2 separate regions of the Mus musculus genome follow, and region 2 is linked to region 1. The links are chromatin contacts, called in public HiChIP or PLAC-seq maps. All regions are on one chromosome and are shown on one strand. Each heading gives the region's core, a stretch centred on a gene start, on an enhancer-like site or on the middle of the called end of the contact. The rest is flanking DNA. Distances are from core to core; before and after follow the strand shown. Region 1 overlaps 5430437J10Rik (RIKEN cDNA 5430437J10 gene). Region 2 overlaps Dab2 (disabled 2, mitogen-responsive phosphoprotein).

The links. HiChIP or PLAC-seq counts read pairs in DNA pulled down with a chosen protein or histone mark.
Region 2: a contact with region 1 is called in an H3K4me3 HiChIP or PLAC-seq map of bone marrow-derived macrophages, with 4 times the contacts expected there. The contact joins two enhancer-like sites. A contact is called at or near these places in 1 of 484 Hi-C or Micro-C datasets (cortical neurons) and 1 of 115 datasets of contacts at active chromatin or transcription factors (bone marrow-derived macrophages).

The regions. Positions count from the first base shown.
Region 1 is chr15:5,533,733-5,541,402 of GRCm38.p6, forward strand. It overlaps 5430437J10Rik (RIKEN cDNA 5430437J10 gene), which reads left to right. Exons shown (of 5, transcript NR_045274.2): 2 at 5,893-5,993. Among named protein-coding and RNA genes, the nearest start is that of 5430437J10Rik, 41 kb to the left of the region's middle. Within about 2 kb of position 6,014, at least 93 of the 459 cell types and tissues checked have an H3K27ac peak or open chromatin away from gene starts, as enhancers often do. A contact at or near this core is called in bone marrow-derived macrophages, where this site is marked.
Region 2 is chr15:6,386,797-6,393,631 of GRCm38.p6, forward strand. Dab2 (disabled 2, mitogen-responsive phosphoprotein) reads left to right here. Exons shown (of 15, transcript NM_023118.5): 1 at 1-136. Among named protein-coding and RNA genes, the nearest start is that of Dab2, 3.5 kb to the left of the region's middle. Within about 2 kb of position 4,000, at least 54 of the 459 cell types and tissues checked have an H3K27ac peak or open chromatin away from gene starts, as enhancers often do. A contact at or near this core is called in bone marrow-derived macrophages, where this site is marked.

The sequences.
Region 1 (7,670 bases), core at 4,764-7,263:
ACAGTTACTTCTCTCCCCACTATGGTCCTCATAAAGCTTCAAACAAAGGGATTGATCAATTTTATATAGCCAAATCCCATGGGGAAGCTTGTGACTCAGACTCAAGTTTGTGATCTTTGGCTTGTGGCCTAGGATTCTGCATTTCATACAAGTTTCCAGATGATATGCTGCTGTTGGCCCATGTTCACTGTGCATCTAGGATGAATTTGTGTACTATGATGATGATGTGAGCCTGTAGTTCTATTTTGCATGTGTGTGAGGTGTGCACAGATTAGGGCAGAATTGGCTATACATGTGGAAGCTAGAGAACAATGTCCTTACTCAGGTGCTGCCCACCAGTTATTTTGAGACAAGTTCTTTCATTGACATGGCACTGTTCAACTAAGGTAGGACTGCTGGTCTGAGAGCCCTGGTGATCTTCTTATCTATCAACCTAGTGCAGAGATCGCAAGGGGGTCCACATGTGGTGCTAGGGATCAAACTAGTCTCCATGCTTATAAAGCAAGCACTTGCCTGCCTGGGATATGTGTTCCCCCTGGCTTCCAGCACTGGCTCTGTAGTTTAGACAGTGCATCTCTTTCCCACAGTTCCAAGGTAGGTAAAAATAACTCATCAAATGAAAAAAAAAAAAAAAAAAAAAAAAAGAAAAAAGAAAAGAAAAGAAAAAGAAAAAATAAAAAGGAAAGACAACCTTACCCTCAAGGAAGCGCCATGCTAAAATCACTTTCTAATTATCAGAAAGTATAATTCAAGCCTATTATATTTTTTAAAAATTGCTTTTTATGTGTATGGGCATTTTTAGTGCATGTATGTAAGTGCATGTATGTATGTATGTATGCATGCTTTATGCTCATTCAGGTGAGAAAAGGGTGTTAGGTATCCTGAAACTAGAGTTACAGACTGTTGTAAACTACTGTGTGAGTGCTGAGGAGGGAACCCACGTCCTCTGCAGGAAGAGCAATCGATCTTGAACACTGAGCATTCTTGCTCACCATACAATTGAAAATCCCTATCATGGTCCCCAGGCATTCGGTGCTCTACTTCCTGACCTTCACTTTAATCACTGCCCATCATATACCATGTTGTAGCCATAGCAGCATCATTTCTGTTTCAGAAAGCTGCCTGAATCTTTAACTGATGTGGGGATGGCTTGTGAAATAAACTTGATGATGATTTGCTCAGGGCACAGCAATAATATGAACTCCAAAACAGAACTTTGAAAATAATATTCATGAAGGTGATAAAGCTTTGAAAAAATAAAAGTGCTTTGGATTTAAAGAAAGACTCAAGGAGCAAATATTTATTATATATCTACTATTTATCAGGCATCATTTTCAGACATTTGAGAAATTTCAGCAAACAAAGCAAAGAGCACACAACACAAGTTTGGTGATCTTGTTAAAATGAGGAATCTGCTGTGGCTGGGCCAATCAATCCAGTGGAACAGGAGAAAAGTGGGCAATCATATAAGAAAGAACATGACATTTGAGCAAAACCAGGGGACAGGGACATCTATTCAGAAAATTTCAAGGAATGAGTCTTATCACAAATGCCTGAAATGCTGTTCAGACCAGTTTGAGTACAGCAAAATTAGTAGGTGTGTGTGTGTGTGTGTGTGTGTGTGTGTGAGAGAGAGAGAGAGAGAGAGAGAGAGAGAGAGAGAGAGAGAGAGAGAGAGAGCGAGCATACCTGTGTCTGGTTATAAAAAGTCATTTTACCATCTGTAAAAGCTTATTTTGAAGTGATCTAAATTGGATATTAAAAGGAATTAAATAGTCAAACAGGTTCTACAAAATTGACTCAATATCTGAAAGTTTCTGTTTCCACCTGCAGTATAGGCAGGAAAGATTTGACCTCTCTAACCACTTCTTTATATGCTCTGTCCCAGTGAAAGAGCTACTTCTGCCTCAGTTAAATTTAGAAAGTCACTTTGACAGAGCCCTAGATTTTGGCTAAACAGTTTATTGGTAGGGGACAATCTTCTTTCAGGCAGGGGGTGGCAGTCAGGTCTGTAGGGTGCCCTCCTGCTGGAGAGGAGGGATTTGCAGTATTCTGTTGAATGGTAGGAAATGTCCCCAAAGATTCCAGATGAATAGCTTCAGCATCAGCTGGAGCTGTGTTTGAAATGTTCATTCTCAGGTCAGCATGAGGATGAGTGATGCTGACAGTGTAGGGCTTATATGAATGAGTAGTTCCATTTTTTTTTTTTTTTTTTTTTTTTTTTTGCCCTGCTAGAAGAGCTGTCTTCACACTGTTGGCCCATTACAAATTCAGGAGGAACCAAACCAAATTAAGATGAACAACCAGTGCATGGCCTCCGTGCCAGAGACTTAGTTGATCTGGAGATGGGTCAATGAAGTCAGTACTTTCCATTCTGTCTAGGTGAATCTAGAAGGTAGAACCAGTGTAACAGGGAAGATTTGCTAACCTTGACACTTTGGAGTGAGTGGCTTTGTTGAGAGGGGCTTTCCTGATCTTTACAGAAAGTTTATAGTATCCCTAATTTCTGTTTACTAGATGCCTAAAGGACGCTTTCCCACATTGGGCAAACCAAAAATTACCAAAGATTACCAGATGTCTATTCAGGACCAAAATGCCCCAGTTGGGAACCACTGTTCTATGGTCATGTTTCTCAAAATTTAGTGCAATACTGCCCAGGAGAAATTTAATACTAACCACATGTACAATTGAAATTGTTTTCAGCAGTCATTTTTAAATAAACAAATACAAACAGATAAAACCAATCTTAATAATGTAGTTAACTTAACCCAATACTATCTGAGCTAGATTTTAATATTCACTTACTATAAAGTCATTAGTAAGCTATGAATCTATATTGTGTTTCTCAAGTTCTTGAGGTCTTAATGTGTAATCAACACTGCATCCCTCAAGTGGGATTAGCTACAGATAGTATGCTCAGTGGTCTGTGTGGCTAAAAGCTGCTGTATCAGACAGACATGTTTTAGTAGGCGTCAGAATGAGCTGCTGTGTTCCTTAACATACAGATTGCTCTCATGCTTCCCTCTTCTTCCAAGCTTCTGCTTCACTGGCAATGCGAATTCCAAACAGATGTCCAGTAGTAATGGAGATGTACTGACTATACTTTGAAAACTAGAGTAGAGAAACCCTAACGTGTTAATTAGACATGAGTTGTATTTGTTTGTTTGTTTATTTGTTTGTTAGGGTTTTTGTTCATTTATTTTGGCCAGTGACAGTGACTTGGAGCCCAGAAGACTCTGATAATCCTAGCTCCTTCCCTAGGCCAACTCTAGCTGCTTACAGGAGTGTAATTCACATTCTTAGGGGACCACCAAGAGCTCTGACTGGTGACAGGACACATCCTTGAGCAGGACCTTCCCTGTTTGCTTAGGGCCTGTTTTCCTGTTAGCATATCTCTCAGTTCCCTTTTCCTACTTTTTCTATGAGGTTCAACACTTTAGGATATCTTTTCTTTTCCTTATCTGCTTCTTATTATCTAGAAGCCTAGTACAGTGCTTTCACACATAAGTACTTAGGTATTTACAGAATTAATGATACTGTAAAAGGAGCAAAGGGAAGAAATGATAGTAAGGTATTTAGTCAATTTGGGGATCAACTGAATACAGGGGTTCAGGAGCCTTTGCCTGGCTCCTGTTGCACTAGAATCATGAGTGGTACTTCCTGAGACCTTCATCTGTTCCTAGGAATATGTGTGACTCACTTCAAAATAATTGCCTCCTAGGAAGCTTTCTCTCAGTCTGCTTGTCTGACTCTTCCTCCTTCTTTCCTTAGTGGGACTGGAAATGATCTTCCTGTTTGTGATGTCACCAGCACCTGTGACATGTACCTGGGATGGCCCTCCCCCAGGACTGTTAGTGCCAGGAAAGTGCTGGGTGCTCAGGCTGAACCTTTTCACCAAGCCAGTGGCATTCCAAAGCCATCACGTGGAGATTGACTCAGTCCTAAATCAGGGAGCTCCATCACAGGGTGGAAACTTGCTTCCGAAGGGAGTGACTGATGTTATAAATCCTGGCTAAAGTACATTTTTTATTTTCATCATATATAAAAATAGCCTGGGCACTTGTTCTCAGTATTTTTTTTTTTTTTTTTACTTTTAACAATGGAAAGCAATCTTTCCAAATTTCTTTTGGAAAAAGCCTCCACCTCCCAGACTGTCAGTGCTGAGATTTAATGTTAACCAAGTGTGAATTAACCATTAGATTTACGATCGCTGTCTGTATACCTATGTTCACAGACAGCATGAGTGTAGATACATGGCAAGGTGTGATTTGGTGGTCTCTCTCAGAGGCAGGTGGCCGTAAGAAGAAAGCTAGAAGTGAGTTGAGCTTCACATTATGAGACATTGTTCGCTATCCGTTTGCTCATGGGACTCTTTTTCCTTTGGAAACACAAAAAGCAAAATAAATAAATAAATAGATAGATAAATAAATAAATATCAAATAGCGTAAGATGGAATTTTCCACTTTGTTTTATAGGAGTGTGCAAATTTTAAGATTATTCCCCCCTCTTTATCTAAAGGAGTGGCTTTAGGAATTGATGTAAAAACATTCTCATCTCAAATAAGATAGTTTATTCTGGAACCAAATATGTGTGACCATGTCCTGGGAACACAGGCTTAGATTACCCTAAATTATGTTTCAATATACAAATAGCTTCCTGAAGGTTTACAGTAACAAAACAAAAATCGTAAAATCAAGACCTTTTTCAACTCCATGGATGGGAACATGAGAGAGGCAGATAAAAGTGCCCAGAGTGAGGTCTCAGCCACAGGCCTCAGGTGCTTCCTCAGAGCAACAGCCGTAGCCTCTTGATTGGTGTGGAGTATGGTTCTGTTAAGATAATGTATCCCCAAAAGCATTTAGCTCCTTGTCACAGGATATTAGATCTGGTACACAGACAGCTCTTTAGGGAGCCAAGCATAGGCAAGGTAAGTTGTAATTAGGCTCTGTACCTACAACATTCAAACGTCCGCACATCACTCAAGTTAAAAGCAGCCAATTAGCCTCTGCCAACACAGTTTCTCTCTAGCAATTTTCCTTGAGAGTAAGCTAATATAAATCCCTAAGCACACTTGAGGTTTGTCTATGCTTTTGATGAAAATGACTGCTTAATCAATAAAACCTATCAGGACGGAGGTTTGGAATGTTGTGACAGCATTTGTTAATATGCTCTGACTCACTCAATAAATATGGCAGGCTTGGGAGCCAGGCATTACTCTGAATATTCTCAAAGAACAGTGAAAATATAGTTTGCTTATGAAACTTCAGGTAAAAGTTGCCTGGAGGGATCTTTTGCACTCAGAAGACAAACCACTATGCTTTTATTACATTTGGTCTGGAAACCATGCTTTAAGACATGCATACAGGGAAACGCTTTTCTTCTGTTTCCTTAGGTAACTGTAGAATGACGCTAAAGAGCCTTTCTTTTCCCTATTTTGGTATTTAGTGTTGAGCAGTGATGGGGCAGCTCTAATGATGGGTACTGTACAACAAGCAAGGATGTTGTTTCTGCAGCAGAGATTTAAAAAACAAACTAAAGGAACAGTGTTCACCACAAGTAGGATGGTTGACATATTAGTTACAAGGAGAACACAGGGGAAATAGATCTACATTGAAACAAAGGCTAAAATTTCAAATAATGTTAGTGCTTAGCAGAAAAAAAATATGGTAAAGGAAATACTTTGAAATTGTGCTCTCTCTGTGCATTACCTCATTCATCTCTATGGTAATCTGAACGCACAGTGGCCAGGCGTTCTTCCCATTGAGCAATGAGGAAGTGGCGCACGAGGCACTTGGTTATATAACTGACTTAGAGATGAAGACAATGTAAGAGGCAGACTCTTGGGAGCTTTGGGGGACTTCTTCAATGATGTGATTGTTTTGTCTTTCCCAGACTTTGTGAGCATCTCACAGCCCACTCAAGACTATGTTCAGGATACTCCATAAGAAGTGCTGCCTTCACCCCAGGCTGCTGAAAAGCAGGTCACAGGCTAGGTGAGTCAACCAATAGTTAACTTCTGACAGACACTGTTACACAAGGTTAGCTGTCTAGTAGAGTCTCATACCAACAGAGCTGACTCATTACTCTCTGAAATCAAATGTGTTGAGCCTTCCCCTCCTCCAGCTTTCTAGCATTTTTGAGCTTGGGTGAGTTTACACATGCTAGAGTGAACATTTTATTGATACAGCTATCTATGAGTTTTCTCCATCTCCATGCAACCCTTCACCCATACTCCTGTAAGTAATTCCATTAAGCTCATTGGTTCATCAAATTGGACTTTGGTGGTATCCTTACTTTGATCTGTCATTACTTCTTATTTGAGGTGAGTCCATATGTGTTAACATTTCCTCAGGAATAGTGTCATGCAATACTGCACCACAATCATCTTTCGTCTAAAAGTGTCACATCTTTTCATCATGGAATAAAATAGTCAGGATAACTTATGTAAATATTGTGAAATTTAGCTGAATTTTTTCTCTGTATATAAATATATCTTTCTAGCTCTCTGGGATTTAGTGAACAGACTCACTTACTTGAAATATTTCCTTTATTGAAAAAAATTTTTTCATTTTTTAATTAGGTATTTTCTTCATTTACATTTCAAATGCTATCCTGAAAGTCCCCTATTACCCGCCCCCCTCCTCGCTTCTTGGCCCTGGCATTCCCCTGTACTACTGGGGCATATGTGTATATATATATATGTGTGTGTGTGTATATATATATATATATATATATATATGTATATATATATATATATATATGTGTGTGTGTGTGTGTGTGTGTGTGTGTGTGTGTGAGAGAGAGAGAGAGAGAGAGAGAGAGTTCCATATTTTAGAGGACAACTTGTGGTGGTCAGTATACTCCATTACTATATGGAACACTACAGGAATTAAGGTTAGATGGTTAAATATTGGGGCAGCAACCTTTAAATGCAGACCATTTTTGATCAGATTAAAAAAATGTTTTGTTTAGTTTCCTTTTATTACAGTAGGTATAATTACTTATTCTGAAGATATCAAGATATTTATAATTAATAATGAATTCTCATAATTTCCTGTTAAAGCAGTAACTTGGGAAGGCGAAGTTTTGCATTGAAGCTGACCTACAGTAAGTCTGAGAATAAAATGGAGAGAACTCCATGAACATATTTGAAGACGGTGATATCATTTCTTAAGATAAGATTGCATTTGAGTCTTTTGTAAATCTTTTGGTTCCATATTTTGCTGTGTAAAATGTCCTCTGGTTTGTAGCCTGTGGCCTTTGTAGGGATAACTCTAACTGACTTCCAGTCGCTTTGGGAAAATGGCAAGCACCAGCATCTGGATCGCTTCATAAACCCTGTCTGTCCAGTCTGTGTAGCAGGGAGCCGCAGGTAAGCCTGCAGACATCTGTTCACCCTCCTTCAGTCAACATTTAAGTAAAGTTGCGTCTGAAATGATCTAACATTTCCCACTCATCATCCCTGCACACAGAGAAGTCTAAATCAACCAACACTCCATCCTGCCCTAACCTGTACAAGTATCTGGGTATTTACTAAAGCAGTATTTCATAAGTATTAATATTTTATAGATCTATTTGATTAGATTATATAGCAGTTCAGCTTGAATTTTTTCCTGTTTGTAGAGTTTTTGAGTCTGGTTTGAGATTCCATTCAGCTATTTCTTAATCCT
Region 2 (6,835 bases), core at 2,750-5,249, 850 kb after region 1:
TCTGATTAGAACCATATCTCTACCGGGAGTGGCCGCGCGGCTATTTAAGTGGCGTTCTCCGCGTCCTCGGCGCTGCAGCCTTGAGGCTTCGGGCGCGGGGAAGTCATGCTGGCTCCACAGAAGCACTAGCTAGTCCGTGAGTAACTCTGCCATCCCCCTTCCCTTCGGTCCCTTCTTTCTTTCTTTCTTTCTTTCTTTCTTTCTTTCTTTCTTTCTTTCTTTCTTTCTCTTTTTTTCCTTTTTTTTCTTTTTTTTTCTTTTTTTTCTTTTTTTGCGACCTACTTCTCTCCTTTGCTGGCTCCTCTCTTCCCATCCCTGCCTTGGCTGCAGACCTTGGGCGCTGGGGAAATCTTACAAATGAGACAGTGTACTCCGGGGAGAGCAGCGGGTTTTGTGGCCTGACATCTGTGGAATGCTTCCAAGGAATGCATTTTACCTTTGGGGTCGGACTCAAGGCGCCCATCCTGTGACATTTAACGAGTCCCTGTGTGTGTGTGTGTGTGTGTGTGTGTGTGTGTGTGTGTGTGTGTGTGTGTTGTACACGAGCCCTAGTTTTTAGGGCTTAGGGGACATCCCAGGGAATGCGCGGTGTGGCTGCTGACCACCTAATAAACTCCTGAATGATGTTCAGTTTTACTGTGCGACAAAGGCTGGGGACATGGTCTGTGCCTCCGAGGAGCTATTTTCTGCTGACTGACAGCACAGGGCATTAAAAATGTGAACTTTGTCTTATACCAGCATTCCTAAGAAAAGTATCTGCCCAAGCCACGTAACAAACTTGTTTTAAATCGTGAAGCGTTTGAATGCTGTTTTTCTTGACTGTTGTAAATTATTTGGAAGGATTAAGAATTCAAGAAGAGGGACTAAACTGTGTTTAAAACCTTGGAGACCCTGCCAACGTAGCGGTTCTCTTTGCGGCATAGAGCTGGCTGTTATTTCTTCCTGCCTGCTCTCCTCCACTTAATCCTGAGTCTGGAATTCAGCTCTGTAGTCGGTTTCAGATGGGAGCTGTGTGAATCCGAAGGGAAATTTAACTGGATTAAAAACAGTTAAAAAATATGGATGTTATCTCCACCCGAGGCACCCCCTCCCACCCTTTCCTCTTTCTTCGCCTGTGTTTGGAAGAAAGGGAGCCACCCTGTAAACCGAGAAGAGCAAAAACGAGCAAGCTTCCAGGCACATGGAAAGCTTTAAAAATTATGGAGGGGCAACTTCATGAATAGTAAATGTTGCTGTTGCTCTATAAAGATGAAAAAATTTCTGGCCCTAATCAGGCAAAGCAGGAGGGGAAGGGTGGAGGTAGATATAACTCCAACCTAAGTAATGGCAGAAAATTTGCCAAAATCCCTTGGAGATAGCTGATAAGGCTCCAGGAACGCTTCTGATGGGATGTCTAACCTACCTAGTTTACAATCTTGAGGCCTGGGTTCTGCACATAGTAGCAGTGACTGGTTGTTTAGAAAGGAGGGACTAGCCAGGACTCGGGAGCCACTGCTACCAAATGGCTTTTCATGGTGCTATCTTGTCCTGGATTAGGCTGCCCTGTTTTAGCTAGCTACCCCACCCACCAAGGACTCTACCTCTCTCCACTCCCTTGGTTGAGGCAGGGCACAGCAGTACTGAAAGAAATGTACTGGCTTGAGAATTTAGGAGTGTTGGGGATTCAGGCTTTGGAGAGGAAAACAGCTATCTAGACAAAGCAATGCTAGAGGAACACAGCTCAGAAGGCGAGATTAGCAAGAGCCCTTGAGAAAGCACCAGAGAGGTGTGGTGGTCTCTTCCAGCACTCGCATCAGACACAGACCACTTCTTCCCTAGTTCGTAGTCACTGTCTCCTAAAACTCGCTGGGTTCTTCCCAAGCCTTGTTTAAAAACCTAATCACAAACCCCTTCTTCCTCTACTGCAAACTCAAGCCCTTTTGTCCAACCGCGAGTCTAGAAACTTTTTCCCTGTAGGCTGCTATGCTCCGTCTTTGCCCTGAGTTCTGGAGAAGGAACCCAGGACCTTGGGCATGCTTGACAAGCCATGGAGCTGCGCTTCTCAATTCCTGGTTGGATGGTCTTACTCTGTAAACCCAGTCTAGACTTAAACTCATCATCCTCCTGCCTCTGCCTCAGGAGCCCTAGGACTGTAGGCGGAGGTGAGCACACCTCGCTAAGCTGGGCCACTTGTATTATGGCAGAAGAGAGAGATTGTGGAGGAATGGGAGGAATGTGTTCTGTCTTTGCCCTCCAGCACCCATGTATTTATAGAACTGATGATCCCGATTCTATTGATCTCCACCTGAGGATGTAAAGGAGGCTGGGAAGATAACCACAGGATGCTTTTAGGCCTTGCTGACTTGAGAAGAAAGAACAAAATCCAGAGGTTAGATCTCTCTCTCTCTCTCTCTCTCTCTCTCTCTCTCTCTCTCTCTCTCTCCTTTCCTCTTTTTCTTTTGGCATTTTGACACTGAATCCCAAAACTTATCTCTCTTCTCAGTGGGAGATTGAACACCCCCCCCCCCCCCAGTCATCGAGTCCTGGAATCCCAGGCGAGCGCCACCACACCCAGTTCAGAGTTTGCATTTCTGCTAAAGACTTAAAATTTCCAAGGTTAAACTAAGTCTAAATTCCTGTCCTTGGGCCTATTTATTTCTTGTCTTCCTCCAAGGGTTAGGTGGATTTTAGCTCACTTTGAAGATAGTTGTTGACGTGGTGAATGGTGCAAGAGCCTCCGGAAGCTGTGGACCAACTGGTCTGGACTGCTCAGCCATAGTTCTGTTACCTAAAAATTAAACGAGCAGGAAAACAGGGCTTGCTGGGTGGCTTGTAGCCACCAGGAAGTTTTGTGGGAAACTGTGCTCCTGGTGAGACCATGAGGAAGTCCCTTCTTCATTTCTCCCCCAGACTAAACCTATCACCACTTTGATGAAGCCAACTTGGAAGTACCCTGCGTTTCTTCGCCTCTTCTCTCTGTTGGGGTTTCATTCCTTTTCTTCTAGGACAGAGCTAGGATACTGGAATGGGTGGAGAGGCTGCTGAAGGGAACTCACTAACAACCTAAGTTCCTCCAGCTGAAGGCTTGCAAGGGTCCACCATTTAAACCTCCCTACCCTGGGCAGAATTAGGCTGGGAACCAGACTGGCAATCTGAAACACCTGAGTAGCAGGATGCGGCTGTTTTGGGTTTTGGGTTGGTTTGGCTTCCTCCTCCTTCTCCTTGGAGTTGTAATAAAAGTTGAAGCACTGTTACAGAATTGCAGAGGGCGGCCCAAGTCTCATTTAGATGACAAAGTATTCACATCAGATAAGTGTGTTTAAGGGAAAGCTAAATTATGGTAAGATATCCTAGTGGGTTAATCATAGCAATCAGAAGGGAAGCAAATGACCAGGTCTCCTGCTAGAGACAAAGCCCAAACAAATTCCTGATTAGGGGTACAAATGGTGCTGGATATCTTAAAGGCTTAGCAGTTCCTATATGCATTCATGTGCTAGCCGTGTCCCTCCTTCTGCCAACACAGCCCAGTTGGGTAGTAGTTGAAAGCATCTGCACAACTGTTAGTAAAATGACCGTGGACACACAGAATAACCTCTCGGTAATTCTGTTTTCTTATCTGGGGAAGAACAATAGTACGAAGGGCTGCTGAGAAGGTAAGTTAATCTATATCCTTAGAATACTTTATTCTGTTTGTCTATTTGTTTCTGCCCTGTGAACAATTGAATCAAGTGTCTTTGTGGCCCCTGAGAGCAAGTGGAGAATTTCTTAATCAGAGTGGAATACCACCCACCTATTTGAAAAATGGTAATCATTCAAGTATTCAATACTAAAAAAGCCTGTGTATTTGCTTGTGTTCACGCAAGAACAGACAGTTACTCTCTGTTCTCAGTGTGGAGGACTGCTATTTGGTTTGGTCAGAATGACCTCTGGTCTCATTTAAATCTTCCCCACACTCTCTCAGACTCCCAACAGAGAAAGAGTGACCCTTCTCCTGAAGTCAGCATTCTAGCCAAGGAAGTGGGAAAGGGAGGGACCACCCTGACTAAGCAGTGACTAGGCCAGGACACGGGCCCCAATACTATCTTGGTCCACATAGCTGGGCAGGTTGCCATGGTTACTCCCCTTCCTGCATCTTTCCACCACCCTGGAAGGAAACTTGCCTTCTCTAGCACAAGCAGAATCTGAACAAATTGCTTCCTGCTCTAAAAATGGAAGTTACTAAGTGAAGTAGAGCCTTTCGTTACTCATATGGCCCTTCCCTCACCCCTCAAACTTGTTTTAATTCTAATATAGACTTTCTAATCTTTGCTAGCTCTCACATCATCTAGACAACACAAGGCAGCTTATAAAATTTCAGTTATTACCTCAGTACAGAAGTTGCTTGGCAATTTCTTTCTCCTCTTTAACCTGCATAAACTAGCTGGGGGCAAGTGACCTGTGGCTGATCTAAGCTGGTAGGAATTCTCAGTAATGGGTCATGCCAATTTACGGTTTAGTTCTCGGGAAGTTACCAGGAAACAGAAAGTATGAAGAACATCTCAGATTTTTCAAGAAATATCTGAGTAAAGGGTGAGGGAAAAACAGGAAGTAAGGATACTAGAATGTTGGGTCTCTAATCCTGTAAGAGCTAAGAGTTGTTGCAACTGTGGAGTGGGTGCCTATGTGTAGAAAACCCTGGATTCAACCCCCAACACTACAGAAAAGGAAAATTAAGTTAAAATGCTCTTAAACCTGGAAGAAACTTGAATGACAAGTAGGTTTAATAAGCCTTGGGAGAAAGCAAAGCTAGTAAAAGCTAGTCCGTTTCACCACAGTGATGTGATGTAACACATTAGGCTGAAAAACTCTGCTCTCTGCAGAGGACATAAACTGCCACCTGTAAGCTGATTTGTAACAAATGAAGTCACCTGCCCAAGACTGCACTCTTGGGGTGTGATTCACAGCTAGAGAGATCTCTTCTTCTTCTTCTTCTTCTTCTTCTTCTTCTTCTTCTTCTTCTTCTTCTTCTTCTTCTCCTCCTCCTCCTCCTCCTCCTCCTCCTCCTCCTCCTCCTCCTTCTTCTCCTTCTCCTCCTTCTCCTCCTCCTTCTTCTTTTAAAGGTTTATTTATTTATTATATGTAAATACACTGTAGCTGTCTTCAGACACTCCAGAAGAATGCACATCAGATCTCACTACAGATGTTATGAGCCACCATGTGGTTGCAGGGATTTGAACTCAGGACCTTCAGAAGAGCAGTTGGTGCTCTTAACCATTGAGCCATCTCTCCAGCCCGAGAGACCACTTCTGAGAAAGGTTCTCAGAGTGTGGTCTTTCCACTCCAGATGGACTGAACCAAGCTGGCAGAAGGGCTTACCCAGCCGCATTCTACATACCTTTCATTTGATCTAAGAGTAACACTTATATTATAGTCCAGCTTTATGATCCAGTCACGCAGTGGAAAGCCTAACATGGTACTTCATCTCCTGCCATCATGGAAATAGTAAAGCAAAGCTATTTAAGTATGTTTAGCTGCATCTTCGGTTGCAAAGAGATGAGACAGCACATATTTATGTTTTACCCAGAATCCCAACATTGCTTTCTTGGTCCAAAGAAAACTATTGTAAACCTTAGTTTTATGACATTGCTGAACATCTAAATCCTTTCTCCTAGGCCAAAGTTCTTTAAAGAGTATAATTAATGTCACTTAGGAGACTGTCTCAGCCAACACTTTTTTTTTTTTTTTTCTAAAAAGGACTCCAGTAATCTACATCATTACCCTTAAACCAGGTGGCTTTTTCTACCTCATAGCTTTTACATTTGCTTTTCATGCCGTGTCCAGGAGCGCAGACAAGAGCCTCCACTGTAAATACACTATCTACTGCACTTGAGTTTTAGAGAGCTGTGTGTCTCAGGAAGGATCAGTCCATTCTCCCATTTAACTTCTATAACTTGTAATTAAAAAAAAAAAAAAAATTCCTGGACTTTGGGTTTAGCTCAGTTGCTGGAGTGCTTACCCAGCATGCACAAGGCTCTGGGTTCAGTCCCCACTGCTGAACTAATTGTAGCTCATACTAGTAATTCCAGCATTGGGGAAGTGGAGGCGGGGAAGGCCCAAAGTTAAAGAGCATCGGCATTATACAGTGAGTTTGAGGCCAGCCTGGGCTACTTACTGTCTCAGAAAAAGGTGTCTCCATTACTTAGCTCCTGCATGATCAGCTTGCTCCACATCAGCCCTAAAGGGGAGGCTTTAGTGTTTCTCTGAGTGTTGATGAAGAACCTCTGTGATCCATGATGCTGGGTTGGCCATGGAGAAACAACAATCCCAGCGAGTAGCAGTAAGGAAGAAGTCTGCATCAGGTGAGGCCCGTCTAGAGTTCTGCCAACCTTCCGTGGAATAGCAACTCCTGGCATTTCTCAGAAACAATACTAAAAGCCAGGCAAGTGACTCATTGGTAGAGGTTCTACCGAGCACACATGAGACACGGGATTTGATTGCCAGTTTTAAAAGGAGGTGGCTCAGTGTCCCTAACTTTTAGCTATCACATTCACCTTGCAAAACAGTCCTAAGAATGATTGGTGTGGGGGCTGGAGAGATGGATCAGCAGTTAAGAGCGCTGACTGCTCTCCCAGAGGTCCTGAGTTCAAATCCCAGCAACCACATCATGGCTCACAACCATCTGTAATGGAATCTGACACCCTCTTCTGGTGTGTCTAAAGACAGGTATAGTGTGCTCATAAATAAAATAAATCTTTTTTAAAAAAGAAGAAGAAGAAGAAGAATTAATGTGGGTAGAGATCCCACTTGAGACTAAAGTATGTATGGTGTCATCCAGAAGTCGATTAGAGAACTCTGCTTCTGAGATGAATGAGGTTAG